2 separate regions of the Mus musculus genome follow, and region 2 is linked to region 1. A link is a contact called in public Hi-C data. All regions are on one chromosome and are shown on one strand. Each heading gives the region's core, a stretch centred on a gene start, on an enhancer-like site or on the middle of the called end of the contact. The rest is flanking DNA. Distances are from core to core; before and after follow the strand shown. Region 1 has its middle 29 kb from the start of Gm36234. Region 2 has its middle 46 kb from the start of Gm36656.

Region 1 (7,684 bases), core at 3,437-5,936:
TCCAGGCAAATATGTCAAAGGAAACTGTGACTCCTGTCATCCACACCCAAACCAAAAGCCAGTGAGCTCCAGAAGGTGACATAAAACACGGGCGTCTAACCAGCATCCTGATACCAGTCTGTGTAACAGAAAAGGCACAAAGACTCTAGGACAACTGGGTGCAGGGTTGGGGGCCCCAGTGTGGTCTTTCCATTCATTAACAGAAAACCTATCCATCCCAAGGTTTATGGTAAATGAATGGCATCCCCACCAAGCCAAAAGCCTTCTTCTCAGCAAAGGAAATAATGACCAGGGTGAAGGGAAAACCTGCAGGGGACAGGGTGGGGGTGGCTCTCTTCACAGATCCCATGCGGGATTGATATGTAGAATATGTAAAGAACTCAAGAATAAAACACCAAAATTTCAAATGATCAACTTAATGAATGAGGAGCTGGAGAGATGGCTTAGACTTTAAGAGTACTGGCTGCTCTTCCAGAGGACTTGACTTTGTTCCCAGCACCCAACACAGTGGCTCATAACTGCCTGTAACTCTAATTTCAGAACTAACGCCCTCTCTGGCCTTCATGAACACTGCACACATGGGGTGCACATAAATTCCCCTGGGCACACACTAATACATATAAAATAAATTTAAGAAAACATAATCTCAAACCAATCACGGGCAAATGAACAGAACACAGTTCTCAAAAGAGGCATTAAGAATTCATGAACAGGGCTGGAGAGATGGCTCAATGGATAAGAGCACTGACTGCTCTTCTAGAGGTCCTGAGTTCAATTCCCGGCAACCACATTGATGGCTCACAACCATCTGTAATAGGATCTGATGCCTTCTTCTGGTGTGTCTGAAGAGAGCAAAAGTATACTCATATGCATTAAATAAATAAATAAATAAATATTTTTTTAAAAAAAGAATTTGTGAACAGTGTTCAGCATCCTTTACCATCAGGGAAATGCAAATCAAAGCCACAATGTCAGTATCTCTCACCTTAGTCAGAATGGCTATCATAATAAATAAATACATACATACATACATACATACATACATACATACATACATACATAAGAATGGCCTCTCCCATCACCCCTCACCACCTGCATGAGTCGAGAGAGCTGACCCAAGGTCATGAGAGCAAGAGATCCGGCCCTGCTCCTCCCTGGGCAGCACAGTGGAGCTGGCCCTAATGGCAAAGGCATGGGTGAGCCAGCCCCAAGGATGTGTCTGCAGGAGAGCGGGCACAGCCCCTTGCTGGCTGTGGCATTAGAGGGGCTAGTTATCCAGGGCAGTGCTAGAGAGCTTGTCCTGGTTGTGTGGGTATAGACTGAACTGGCAGGCTGACCCACTCGGCTACCACCCAGGCCCAGATCCACGACTTTGAGTTGGGCCACTCTAAAGTTTATCTCATCTATGATCTGCTAGCATGTGAAAGGGCCGGTCCTTCAGATCCAAAGCTGCAGGACCTCCATGACACAGGACAAGCAAGAGGAGTGCCAGTGAGAATCCAGTATGGACAGTGTAGCAGAGGCCAGAGTCCTCTAACCAGACCAACGACTCATTGCAATGAACATTTGCAAGTAAAGATGTGTGGACAGAGGGGTGCGCTGTGGGACACACTGTGACACACTACAGCTTCCATGATGAGATGTTTTCTATGGTCTGTTGTTGTTGTTGATTTATTTTTATTTCTTATGTAAGGGAGATTGCAAGGGCAAAGAACAGATACAAAGGGACCGGAAATGGGTGGGACTGGAATGCATGCGGTGAAACTCTCAAAGAATCAATAAAAAGTTTTTTAAAAAGAAAAAAGAAACTAACAACATTAAAAAGGAAGGAAGGAAGGAAGGAAGGAAGGAAGGAAGGAAGGAAGGAAGGAAGGAAGGGAGAAAGAGAGAGAAAGAGAGAAAGTCTAGCAGCAAAAATTCCAGTGAGAATATGGGGAAAGAGGAGACATTGTTCACTGCTGGCAGAAATTTAAATCAACACATCCACTATGGAAATTAGAATGAAAGTTAAAAATAAAAAACAAATACTGATATAGTAAAGAATGAAGTTTAATCCAGCTGTGGCACTCCTGGCTAGACACCTGAAGGAATGAAAGCTAGTGTACATTCTTGCCCACTGTGACACCATCCACATCAGCCAATATGAGATCAGATGACTAATTTTTTAAACATGGTATATTATTCAGCCCTGAAAAATGAAGTCGTGTCATTTACAGGAAAATGAAGGAAGCTAGAGATGGTCATACCAAGCAAAACTAAGCCAGACTCAAAAATATGTTGCATGTCTTATAAGCAAAATCTATATTTTTTTAAAGACATAAAAGTAGAAGGGGGTGATCAGTTACAAGCTCCCAGGACCTACTGTCCCTGGGACACATTTTGCTGCCCCACAGCATCTGACCAAACACTGAACAGCAGTGGGTACAGAGACTCATGACAGTTCAAGGCACTCATAAGTGATGGTTGAGTGTTCAGTCCTAAACAGAACATTTATCACACAGACACACACAGACACAGACACAGACAGACACAGACACACACACACACACACACACACACACCTCAGGTAACACTGAGGCTGAGAACAGAACTTAAGACCAGGAGAAGGACTGGGAAATGCTGGCTTTGGGACATGGCACAACCTTCGTGACCTCACGCACCTGTGAATGACAGTACTGTGAAGGCTGTCCCTGTGGACAGCTGATCGGAGGTCAGGGAGGGGCCCTGGGGGCCCTACATTGTTAGACTGCAAAGCTGATTCCCAGCCATGCTCTGCCCACAAGATTAGCGTAGGACAATAGTTGAAAGAGCACTGGGTCCCACTGAGCCTCTCCTCTCCCGCTAGCTATATATTCTAGAAACGGTCCAGACCATCCACTCCATCTCTAGCACAGCCCCACACCATATGTAAAGGAAGAAGCACAGAGGAGGGACCAGCTCCCACACACGCCCTGTTTGTATTGAAGACAGAGACCCACATGGTCAGATAGAGCTGCCTCTTGTCTTCCATGGTCATAATGGAGGAGAGGACCAACCCTCCCCTGTTGAGGGTCACCTGTCCATCATCTTCATTACCTTCAGATTCCCCAAAGATGGAGACACATTTTAATCTAGCAATGCTGTCCCGTAAGCTAGTCAATTAAGGGGCCTGGGGAGATGGACAGGTGTTTTCTAGAAAAGCACTCCTGTCCTGCTCAGGGCCAAGATTGCCAGTAAAGGAAGAAGAGATAGCCTCTACCCAGCAAGCTCATGCCGAATCTAGAGAGAGGAAATCTAAGTAGCAACGACAGACACCCTGTGGACAGAAAGTATGGCTTCAGAGGACCCCTGAGCTGTGGGCACCTACACCTGTGTTCACTGGGGCAAACAAACAACGCATCCTTTAACATTCCAACGTGTGGAATGAATTCTCTACCAAACATCACTTATCACTTAAAGTTCAAGGATGGCTCTAGAGATGAGTTCATTCAACAGCCCACAGCCTAGAGGGGCTTGGGGGGAGCTGGCTGAAAAGCCAAGGGTTGGACTTGCCCCACTCTGGAAGAGGGAATGCTATAGAGAGCTCAGATTCTGGGATTGGCACCAAGCCCCCCCCCCCCTCCCCGGCCCCAAACACACACAGGAATGAACCAGTGGGGAAGTTCTGCTTTGGCCTGAGGCAGGGGTGAAGGGACCGGAAGCAGCTGAGCAGTGATTAAATACATTAACTGCCCTAAAAGTCGAGAGACTACCCTAGAACTCTGTTCTTAGTTCGCCATCTTTGCAAGGGCAAAATAAACGTACTTTTCAAAACTATAAATGAAGACAGGGTCCCCTCACACAGCACAGAGCCCACCGTCCCCGCTACACTCCCTACTTTCTTCAAGATGTATCGGGATGATACTGGATTCGTCTGTGACTCCATGAGGGTAGAGTTCAGAGGCCCCGGGTGTGCCTGTCCTTTACCTGAGAATGTGGAATGGAGGAAGATGCCCTAGGCACACATATGACCACCACTGACAGAAAGTCCATTGAACCCCAGTAGGCCCTCAGCTTCCTCCTGAGTAGAAAGACCAAGCCTGGGCTTTAGAGATCCTTCGCTTCCATTAATAATAATGGGATGTAATACTGGCAATGTGCCTGTGATTTTCTGGGTAACCTCAACTTCTGTCCCCATTGTCTGCAGGGCCACCACCCCTCAGCCATGAGTATGCCCTCCTGCCTCAGGCACTGTAAGGTATCTGCGCTCCTATCCATTGAGAAGCAGATTGGATCCACTCCAAAACTGTGGCTCTCTGTCCAGTCCTCAGAGAACACTTCTATTTTGAGGGAGTTTAATTTGAGTCCAGTCAGAATCACATGGGATGGGTTTGCCTCAAACATGCTAAGATGCAGGCAGCTGCTCAATTAAAAAAAAAAAATTTAAAAATCCCCAAATAGCCCTTGTTCTTTTTTTTTTTTTTTTTTTTTTGCATTTTTATAAGTTCTTTGAAAGGAAAAAGAGAAAAAGAAAGATGGAGAAATGCTGAGTTTCTCCCTCCTCCACATGACCCCCCTCCCCCTGGTGATAAGAAAGACCCAGAGTAGATGTGAACAGGAGGAGAGGAGAAACCCAGCTGGGCTTTTGCAGGGCCCCACCCCACCCACTGCAGGCAACTGTGGTTCCCTCTGGTTCTGGTTTGGAGAGAAAAGAGGAGTCATAGCGTTTGCTCCCCCGGATCCTGGGAAGATGGCCAGCCCTGTACTGTGCTGGTACCCACAGGCTCAGCACTGCTGGGTCTTGGAGACCCACAGCTGGAACCCACCAACCAGGTCACCTGCTGGGGAACAGGATGAGAACAAAGAACCACCCCCCTGGCTTGATCCTTTTGTTTAAAACCCACCAGCCCCCACCACAGGGTCAGCCTCTCCCTTTTTCAAGGGATAACTATTTGCCTGCAAGGTACCCTTACAAATCCCCACATCTCCTCACTCCACAGTTCAAACTAGGTCTCCAAATTGGCACTGCTGGGATGTTAAGCACTGGAAAATTCTGGATGACCTTTTATTAACATTTTCTAAACCAATATGTGTTAGTAGGATGTGTTTTGTTGCTGGGCCGGGTGGGTTATTTATTTATTTATTTACTTTGCTACAAGTACCCAGAGGAATTATGAAAAATACTTGGTTTCTGTAGTTTATCCCATATGCTCTTAATAGGCTCACAAATATAATACCATTATAAAAAAGAAAAACTGCCAAGTCTGCTAAAAAAATTGTCATAACACTAAATTATTATATAAATATAAAGGGAGTGTGTCTGTAAAATATTCAGTCAATGAACATCCCTAGGTGATGGTTTCACAGTGTTGTTTTTATTCCTGGGAGATCCATAACGCATTTGGGCTTGCCACGTGTCACCACGTGAGTCAGGCAGTTAACGCGTGTGCTTTTCAGAAGGGTGTCTTCCCCATAGAACGAGCTATAAAAAAATGGAGAGATCCTGTTGCTTTGTGTGATAGGCATAATTTAATGTCTTGCTTATAACACTGCATCTTAAGGAAAAATACATACTGTCCTATGTAGTTATTTACAATATATTGCTAAGTCTATGCAAATGGGTTTCCCGAGCCCAGGATTATATAACAAAGGTCAACAATGTTTGAAATATTTCGAAGCATATTCCCAGTATGCTCAGGGTACATGGCTAATGTCCGATATATGCACATATATCTTAATATATTTCCAGATATTTCTGTGCGTTGTTCTTCCCATAGCTTCCCACGGAATACCGTTAAGGGGGGGGGGGGGGGCGTCCGGCTTTCTGAAGAGAGCCAAATGTTGCTATCCATCTTGGAAAAATTTATTAAAGTGGCTAATTATGCGGTCCTTAGTATTGAATTAGTGAGGAGGTTCCGTGACACCGCTGCAGGAGTAGGGAAGCAGAGCCATTTCCTTGGTACCGAAGTGAGACACTCAACAAATGAGAAGCCAAAGGCTCATCTACGAGGCCTTAGATTTTGGTCACAGATTTCCAAATCAGGCATTGCATGTGTGTATGTGTGTGTGTGTGTCTGTCTGTCTGTCTGTCTGTCTGTCTGTCTCTGTGTCTCTGTGTGTGTACATGTGTGTGCTTGTTATTATAAGGTGTACAACAGACCCATGAGCAAACACACATACACATACACTAAACTCCTTCCAAATACTAAAATGTCATTATATTTTTAAGGTTTTATTTATTATTCTTTTTAACTCTGTGCGTGCATGTGTGCAGGGGAGGGGTGCATATGAGTACAGGTACCCGTGGAGGCCAAAAGTGTTAGATTCCCTAGAGCAGGGGTTAGAGGCAGTTGTGAGCTTCCTGACATGGATGCTGGGACTCAGATTCCAGCCTTCTGGAAGCCCATTGGCACAGACTTCTGACCCCCAGCCACCTCTCTAGCCCTCATTCTTATCTTTTTTATGGGAATTATTTGAATTATTGAGGAAAAACTGACTGTTGCATGAGGGTGAGAAAGGTTTACACAAAGCAAACCTCCTAGACCCAAGTCCTGCCCCAGAGAGGATGTGAAAGAGAGATCTGCTTGTCTCAAGGTGTCTAGACTGAACCCTCAGAGCTGCCCTCCATCCCTGCTCCCTGTATAATCGCCAAGTTGAATGTAGTAAACACCACCAGGAAAGAGTCCAGTAGAAAAGATGCTCACCCCTGGAGTATGGTCCAGGCTAGACGGGTCATCTGCCTTCTCATTGCTGACACACTGTGCAGCATCTCATCTCTGGACCACCACATCAGCTTTAAGTTGTCCTGGTCTTAAAGGCCTTCAAAACTCCAAGGCAAGCCAGGCATGATGGCTCACTTCTGAAATCCCAGAATGTAGGAGGCTGAGGAGGGAGGATCATGACCAGTCTGGACTGCATAGCGAGTCCATAGCTGGCGTGGGCTACATAAAGTTGTCAAGGCAAGGCTGGGCTACATAGCAACATCAAAGTCAACATGGGCTTCCTTAGCAAGTTCCAGACCATCATAACCTCCACAGTGAGTTTCAGGCAAAAAAAAAAAAAAAAAAAAAAAAACAACATATGAGGGAAACTTAAGGAGGCTCCACAGTTAAGGATGCTTGAAGCATCCCCAGTTGCCTCCCATGACCTACACACACACACACATACACCTTTTTTTCTTTTAATTTTTAAAGCTCTTAGCTAGACAAATTCCTTGAGCAGCAGAGAGGGCTCAGGGAGTCCAGGACCCTTGCTGAGAGGCGAGAACTGGCTTCTGCAAGTTGTCCTCAGCCCTCCACGCACTCTCTGTGCCACATCCAAGCCCTCGCACAAGTGAACACAAATATAAACAAATACATGTCATCTTTAAATCCTTAAAGCACAAAAACGACTTCCAAGGTAAAACCTTCTGATGAATCCATTGACCAAACCCTTTGCCCACTTCGGGCCGTAGGAGCCCAGCTGGATGTGGTGATGGATCAGGGTCCTTTCAAGAGACTCCATTTCCGCATCATCAGTAAAGCAATCGCAACCTGGCTGCTGAGTCCTTTGCAAGGGATGGGATTGGTGGGCCCAGACTTTCTCTAAATAATGTCTTGCAGCCTTGTTCCCACAAAAAATAGTGGTGTGGAACCTTCCGGAACAGTGTTCCTGGGATAGCTAATCTTGGGTAGCGACTTGACATACCTGGGGAGAAAGAGCCTCAGCTGAAGAATTGCCTGGACCA
Region 2 (7,684 bases), core at 3,490-5,989, 970 kb before region 1:
TCACCCCTAACAGTTACGAGTCTGTGTCAACAGTCAGCCATTTTCTCATCTGGAGTTCTAGTGCAATCTAGTTCAATGGCAAGTAAACAAGACAGGAACCAGGCATGGACGCTACAAACTCTTTGGGTTTCAGAATAGGGAGATCATCCAGGTGACCAGTGTCAAATAGGGACAATTTGACAGCGCCCTATTTGACACCCCAGGTTTCTATAGAAAACACCACAGACAAGCTGGCTGGAAGAACACTAGCTGGTTCCATCAGAGGCCTGAAACTACAAATCTGAGATCACAGTAAGCGTTTGCTGAGTTCTGGTGGCGTCTCGTGTCTCGTTGTGCAGGTAGCTGTCTTCTTTTGTCCTCACACAGAGGCAAAGAGACATAGTTCTATGGTTTTATCTTCTCTTATGAAGACACTAATTCTATCATGGGGACTCTGCATCGAACCATAATCGCCTTAAGGAGGCATTCTTTCCAAATACTGCCACACTGCGTGTATAACACTGACCTAGGAGCTTGGGGGTGGGACTCATTCATTCCTTCTGTAAGGGACGTGATATTTATCTTCACAGATCCATCCCTTCTGTGACTTGGGTAGTATACTACACCATACCCACGGGGGTACTGTGGCTTCTCTGTTCTCACTCCTTCTGGCCTTTTAAGTCATATATTTCCCTTAAATATCATATTCCCTCTCCTCTCCTCTCCTCTCCTCTCCTCTCCTCTCCTCTCCTCTCCTCTCCTCTCCTCTCCTCTCCTCTCCTCTCCTCTCCTCTCCTCTCCTCGCCACCAAGATGGACCAACATGTCTGAGAACACAAACCAAACTCCATCCTTCTCTCTGAAGCTGTTCATGCCAGGTGTCTTATTATCACAGCCATGAACCATCTGGCTCATAAAGCCCTCCATCGAAACTCAAATTCGAAGATGGGTTTGCCAATCGGACATTGAAATAACCTATAGGATAACTGACTTTGCAACATTCCCCTAAGAAGCTCACTTGCCCATTAATTGTAGTGTTTGGAGACAAAATAAATAATTTTTTAATCAAAAGGTATTTTCTCTTGTATTTTCTGTCAATTATCTCTGTGTGAATGGAAATAAGGTAAGCCCCCTCTGAAAACATTCGAGTGAGTGAATATACAAACAAACTTCCAAACTGTCTTTCAGCAAGTGAGGCTAAAGTTATTGAATATGCAAATTGCCTTATTAAAAGAAGAATGATGTCTTTTTTTGGCAATCAGTTTAATTACAGTGAAGCCCTTCAATGGAGAAATCAACGTGTTTCTCTGAGTAAAGACTCTTTAGAAAGGAAATTTAGGTATAACACATCAAAATTAGAAAATATGCACTTGGTAAGAAAAAAGAGTGCCTGTAAAAATGGTCTATGAAGAGCTAGGGAGGCAAAGAAGAGGGCCAGGCATGCTAATACCCAGCTCAGAAGCCCTGTTTAGGGCTGACTGAGGGCCGGTCTGTCTCTCTAGCATTTTTATTTTCTAAAACTCATAGACACTTGAGATTTAGCTCAGAAGTAGAGCCCTTGCCTAAATCTCAAAGTAAGTAGATGGGGGTGTGGTTTAGTGGTAGGACATTCTCCTAGAATCCCCTAGTGAGGGGCTGGGGGCGTGGCTCAGTGGTAGAGCCCCCTGACTAGAATCCCCCAGTGAGGGGTTAGGGGTGTGGCTCAGTGAGTCCTCTGTGGCAGGTGTTTACCCCAACTACACACTGCCTTACAAGGAAGGTATGGATTTGGTAGGCAGAGTCTACCTACATTGAGACTGAAATTAATATGGGTCACTTATTTAGTAGACTTTCCATAAAAGTCTTATCTGTTCTTCCCCCAGGTCTTAATTATTTCTAGCTCTATTCCTCACTTGTCAAAAGTGTCGTTCCCCGCCCCCCCACCTTTATGAGATCAGATACCAGATGAGCTTTGCACAGCCCTGCAAAGTGAAGACTCATCAGTTCAGTTCTCATCTGGTTGGGGACACGTTGGTATGTCATCTCACGGGGAACATTGTGTGCATCAATGGAACTACTGGATCCTCTGTGGTCAAAGTCCCAGAAAAACAGATTTAGGATCATATGGAAAAGGTGTGTGTATCCAGTGTACTTATTAAAAACTCTCAGTTACTTGAAAACCATGGTACCCCTAGGATGGAGCAAGGTATAGGAATGGGGTTGGAGCTACCTTCATGGTCGGATCTTGGCTACACATAATGCCAACTTAGTAATCACAGGCAAGTTAGCTCTACTCTCTGTGCCTCAGTGTCTTCATATATAAAAAGATAACGCTGTTTCCTCACAGACGGTTTTGGAGAGAAAGTTTGTTGAGAAAATGTAGGCAGTGATTTAGAATCATACAGGTACACAGAGAGCAGTCAGTTAATACAGCTGGCGGAGGTCGCAGGAGCAGAGGCCTAAGTCTGGATGCATGATGATGCCTTGCTAGGGCAAGGTAATGGGAGTGAAGAGAGTGCCCTCACCAAAACTCTTGAGTGTCGGAAGCTCTGGTCTCACCTGGGAGTGTTTCTGATAGGTGACTGGATTGTGAAGTTACTAACTCCACCAATGCATTCATTCACCCACCGCCAAGCGCATGAGTGACTCTGCTGTTAGAAGATGGTACCTGTGCAGAGGTCAAAGGTCACTGAGTGACTGCTTTTGATGAGTGCATCTTGTCCTGCCTCTTCCTGTCTCTGCCTCCTGGTTTCTCTGAGGTGAGCAGTTTTCCTTCCTCTGCCAAACCCCATGACCAAGAAGTTTTAGCCCTCACAACAGGCATAAAAGCAGTGGATCCTAAACAATTGTTTTGCCTTTGTCTGGTATTCGATCACAGCCATTGGAAACCAATACAAGGGAAAGAACCTGAAGGAGCCCAAGGAAACAATCAAAGGAAGGACTAAGAAAGGACTAGGTCAGAGTTACCTCGCTCAGGATAATATGTTCTAGTTCCATCCATTTGCCTGGAAAACTCAGGATGTCCTTGTTCTTAATAGCTGAGCAGTATTCCATTGTATAAATGAACCACATTTTTAATCTGTGGTAGGTTATCTAGGTTGTTTCCAGCTTTGGGCTATCACACACACACACACACACACACACACACACACACACACACACACACAAAGGCTTCTATGAACATAGTTGAACATGTGCCCCTGTGGCATGGTGGGGCATGCTTTGGGTATATTCCCAGGAGTGGTATAACTGGGTCTTCAGGCAGATCTATTTCTAATTTTCTGAGGAATCTCCAGATTGATTTGCAGAGTGGTTGTACCAGTTTGCCCACTAATAAAGGGATAGTAGGGAAAAAAATTACAGAACACCCAAGATACAGTCCACAGAACTCAAGAAGGTCAATAAGCTGAAGTGTCCAAGTAAGGATGCCTCAGTCCCACTTGGGAGGGAGAAGAAAGCAATCAAAAATAAATTTAAAAAACAAAAAAGAAAAAGAAAGGACTGGGAAAGAATGTGGGATACAAGAGGACAGGGTAAGCGCAGACCTAACAGGGAGAAGCCAGAATCCATCTCTGACAGTACAGTGCATCAGCATACATATGGGCTTATGTTTTTAATCTAGAGAGGGACAAGCCTGGCCTGACCCATCCAACTATGGGTCAAGGCAACAAAACCTCATGCACAGTAAGTCCCTGTGGTGGTTTGAATATGCTTGGCCCATGGGAAGTGGCACTATTAGGAGGTGTGACCTTACTGGAGGAGGTGCGGCTCTGTTAGAGGAAGTGTGTCACTGTGGAGGTGGGGCTTTGAGGTCTCATAGATATGCTCAAGTCGGGCCAGTGTGATCTAGCCCCTCCCTCTGGTTGCCCGCGGAAGACAGTCTCCTCCTGGCTGCCTTCCAATCAAGGTGTAGAACTCTCAGCTCTTCCAGCACCATGTCTGCCTGGATGCTACCATGCTTTGTGCCGTGATGTTTTGCACCTTAGGAATTATCTAAATCTCTGCAGGAATAAGGACCAAGGAGGTGGGCTAGGGGAAGAGGGGCATCCACATCTGTCAACATGAGTGGCCAAATTTATCACTCTTAAAAGGTGACTTTGGAACAGAGAGTCTGAGAACTCCCATGAGCCAGTGAGAAACAACCCTGAAAGGCTGTAGGGGCTGGAGGGATGGCACAAGAGTTAAGAGTGTGTACTGCTCTACAGATGACCCAAGTTCATTCCCAGTACCCACATCAAAGAGCTCACACCAGCCTTTAACTCAAGCTCCTAGAATCCAATGCCCTCCTCCGGTCTCTTCAGGTGCCTGCATTCAAATGCATTGTACAAAACTGCACTTATATACACACACATACATACATACATACATACATACATATATACATACACACACATATACATAATTATAGAAAATAAAATAAAATATTTTTAATAGAAAAGTCAGAGAGACACTTCACAAAATGTATGAGACACTTCACAAAAGTGCATTGCAAGCTACCATCTTCGAGCAAATGAGCAGCGGTTCCATCCTGGTTATAACCAGTTAAAAACCAACAAAGTGCCATTGAGACCCGGACCAGACAGCACCATACAGAATCACAAGCACAGAATGCAGCCTGCATTCGGAGGCCCTGGACCACAGGGGCTCTCTCGGGCCCTGCTGGTGACAGGAAGAATTGGAGCAATCAGTTTGCAAAGGCATTTGACAGTGTCTACACCGAACACCCTCCACCCTTCAGAAATAAACCCAGCAAAAACAAGCGTGCTTGCCACCAGCAGTACCGTATATAATTGCCCCAATCTGGGAGCCATCCCAACGTCCGTCACCACGAGGATGGATAAATGGACCGTGGAGCACTTCACGTGACAGATCACTGTAGGCGTGCTGTGCCTTGATTTAAACATTTCTAAAAATGACTTTGGTTTGGGAAATGTGGGAGGCATTCAGCCCTTCTGCTCCCCGTTGCTGGGGACGGGACTGTCGGTGTCAGTGATGAGAGGTGGCTTTCACAGTGTGAGACAGACCTGGGCTACTGAGGGCTGTGAGATGGTGCTTTGGGGGTGCATTTCTGATCAAGGACAGACCTCCTCACACAGCTCTGGAGACCTTGCGATCAACCTCTCTATGCTTCAGATAGCACCCTGCCTCCAGTGCTCTGTCAGCCTACACTGCCCTGAGGAAGGTGAATCCCACCCCAGGAAGTCTCTCAGATGTATACTCCAGTCATGTCTGGACAAAGGTTCTCTGGCCACTCCTGGGACTCCCATATGTGACTGTGGCACCCCAAGAAACCTGTGCCACAGGAGCCCTTACGAATAATATGTCCCTCTTGGATCAGTACTAGGCTCACATTATAGGAATCCTATCTAGTTATGGAAATGTCTGTGTTTTACTCTCTTTATAGGCCATTCAAAATGTCTGTGTTTTACTCTCTTTATAGGTCATTCCAAAGCCACAGCGGGGTTCTAAATGAACTCTAGTTACTTGTTGTTGTTTATTTAGATTCATTTTCATTGTGTGTGTGTCTGCATGTGTAAGCAAGTTATATGTGTGATGTGTGTGACTGTGTGTATGTGTGATGTGTGTCTGTGTGTATGTGTGTGTGTGTGTGCAATTGCACATGCACAAGAGCCATATATGTATATCATGCCCAAGGAGGTCAGAAGAGAGCATCAGATCCCTTGTAGCTGGAGTTATTAGCAGTTTGAGCCACCAGATGTGTGTGCTGGGAGCAGCACTCAAAACTCAGGTATGGAAGAGAAAAACTCTTAACTGCACAACCATCTCTCTCCTGCTCTGATCTGTCTTAGAACCTACGTTCTCATCAAAGAACATACCCTCTTCATGGGGTAAAAGCCACATCATTCCGGTTTCTAGCACTGGCCCCCAGTGTCTGAGCCAAGACAAGTGCTAATGGATCTTGGGCTGAGCCAACAAGGGAATGAGCAGTAGGGGACCTTGGCCACAGCAGCTGCCAAGTCAGGTGACACCTCCAGCTTAGAGACTGCAAAGACCAAGCATAAGCCACCCACCACCCACCATGGGCTGCTGGGAAGAGTTTAGGATGCACATCTTGCAGCTTGGGAAACTGAGTCTTGGGGAGGCGAGAAGCTACACTCACATAGAGATGTGACAGTTGAGATATGCACTCAAGCTTGCCCCTCTCCAGGATCAATTGAAAGACATAGGACCCTTCATCCCTGTGGGCAGCTTTCAGCACCTTCTTTTGAGATGCAAATATAGAAGCAAAAAGGAGCAATCGAAGAGACCCCCAGCAAGGTATGGTATATACAGTTCCTGGAACCTGCACGATGCTCTCCCTCCAGTCTGGAGCTATGTTGGTCTGGTGGCTGGCACAGCTCACCATGCTCAGAGGTTGTTTGCTTCATTGGTGCAGACATCCCCCAAAGCATCCCAGAGCCAGCTTCCAGTCACCCTGACCAGGACTGGCAGCACTGGCCAGATCAAATCTGCAGTTTTGGTGCCTGACAGGCACCAACTGACTCAATTACTGGTGCTGTTGGGCTAGACTTCCAGAGACACTTTCAGGCCATTTCTTTTCCAAGGTGCCTTGAGGTCAAGGCATCAGGATCCCCATCTAAAGGACCTGGCCCTGGAGACTAGGAAAACCTTCAGTCCCAGTTGGAAACTAAAGCTGTCTCTTCTCCACGAGGCACATCTTTCCTCAAGGCCCTGTGTACTTCTAGTGTCTTCTACTTTACAGTTCTGGAAGAGTCACAGTACCAAATGTACAAAGCATTTCACACTGGGGAGGGCTGGACTCGTCATTCTGGGCCAGTTCCCCAGTGTGGAACAGACTTTTATATAAACCAAGAAGGCTGAGAGTCACCCTCACTTACCCCGCCCCCTAACTGTGCAAGTATCTTCATATTTCAACATGGTGAGGCACAAAGTGTGGATTCAGTATAGATGCCTGGGATACGGGCAGGCCCTCTCCAGAGGTGGGAGGGCCTTGACAACTAGCAAAAGGAAGAGACCATTCTTGAGTGTGTCCAGGAGCCAGGGACATCAGCTCACTGGGATTCAAGGACCAACAAGATCAGTATACTCTGTGATGTCAAAATGTGGTCCAGTGCAGAGAGCACATGATCTGCAGCCGAGCCAAGCCTCCCCACTGTGAAGGGCTAAGTGGCTGGAGACTCAGGCTGACTCAGGGGTGTTCCGAGGAGGTTCCTTTGTGTAAGAATTAGGAGTGAGAAAGACATTTGGGTGGTGCTCTGTAATTAAGTACTGGAAACTTTACCGGCAGATAATCTAAAGATCCTGGGTATGTTTGTGCACTCCCTATCTTTTGCAGTGTGATGCTCTCTTCTACTTTTGGAATCTATCAGCAAAGATTTCATCACTACACATTTGACCTTGGATCTCCAGAGCCTGGTGTTATCCAACCTCACGTGTTGTATTACAGCAATACAAAATGAACTGGCATGCTCTGCCACGCCGCTGCCTGCTCCATTTCCACGGGGCCATCAACGCTACATTTTGGGGGGTTACTTGCCCTTAGTCTCTCCCTTACAAGGATGTGTCTGATAACATTTGGGGCTCACGCAGATAATCCAAGATAAACTGCTCTCAAAAATCCTTGAATTGGATTTCCCCTGCAGTGTAAAACTTGTTCTGACTGCCATGTAAGGCAGTATTCACAGGTTCTGGGTGTTGGGGAACAAATATAACTTTGGGGGCTAACACTTGCATTTATTTTTTTT

The links. A called contact is a pair of places that touch in the nucleus more often than the background predicts.
Region 2: a Hi-C map of cerebral cortex shows a contact between it and region 1, with 3 times the contacts expected there. The contact joins two enhancer-like sites. A contact is called at or near these places in 1 of 484 Hi-C or Micro-C datasets (cerebral cortex) and 1 of 115 datasets of contacts at active chromatin or transcription factors (differentiating embryonic stem cells).

What each region holds. Positions count from the first base shown.
Region 1 is chr7:35,890,498-35,898,181 of GRCm38.p6, reverse strand. No RefSeq gene overlaps it. Among named protein-coding and RNA genes, the nearest start is that of Gm36234, 29 kb to the left of the region's middle. Within about 2 kb of position 4,686, at least 6 of the 459 cell types and tissues checked have an H3K27ac peak or open chromatin away from gene starts, as enhancers often do. A contact at or near this core is called in cerebral cortex, where this site is marked.
Region 2 is chr7:36,863,961-36,871,644 of GRCm38.p6, reverse strand. No RefSeq gene overlaps it. Among named protein-coding and RNA genes, the nearest start is that of Gm36656, 46 kb to the left of the region's middle. Within about 2 kb of position 4,739, at least 8 of the 459 cell types and tissues checked have an H3K27ac peak or open chromatin away from gene starts, as enhancers often do. A contact at or near this core is called in cerebral cortex, where this site is marked.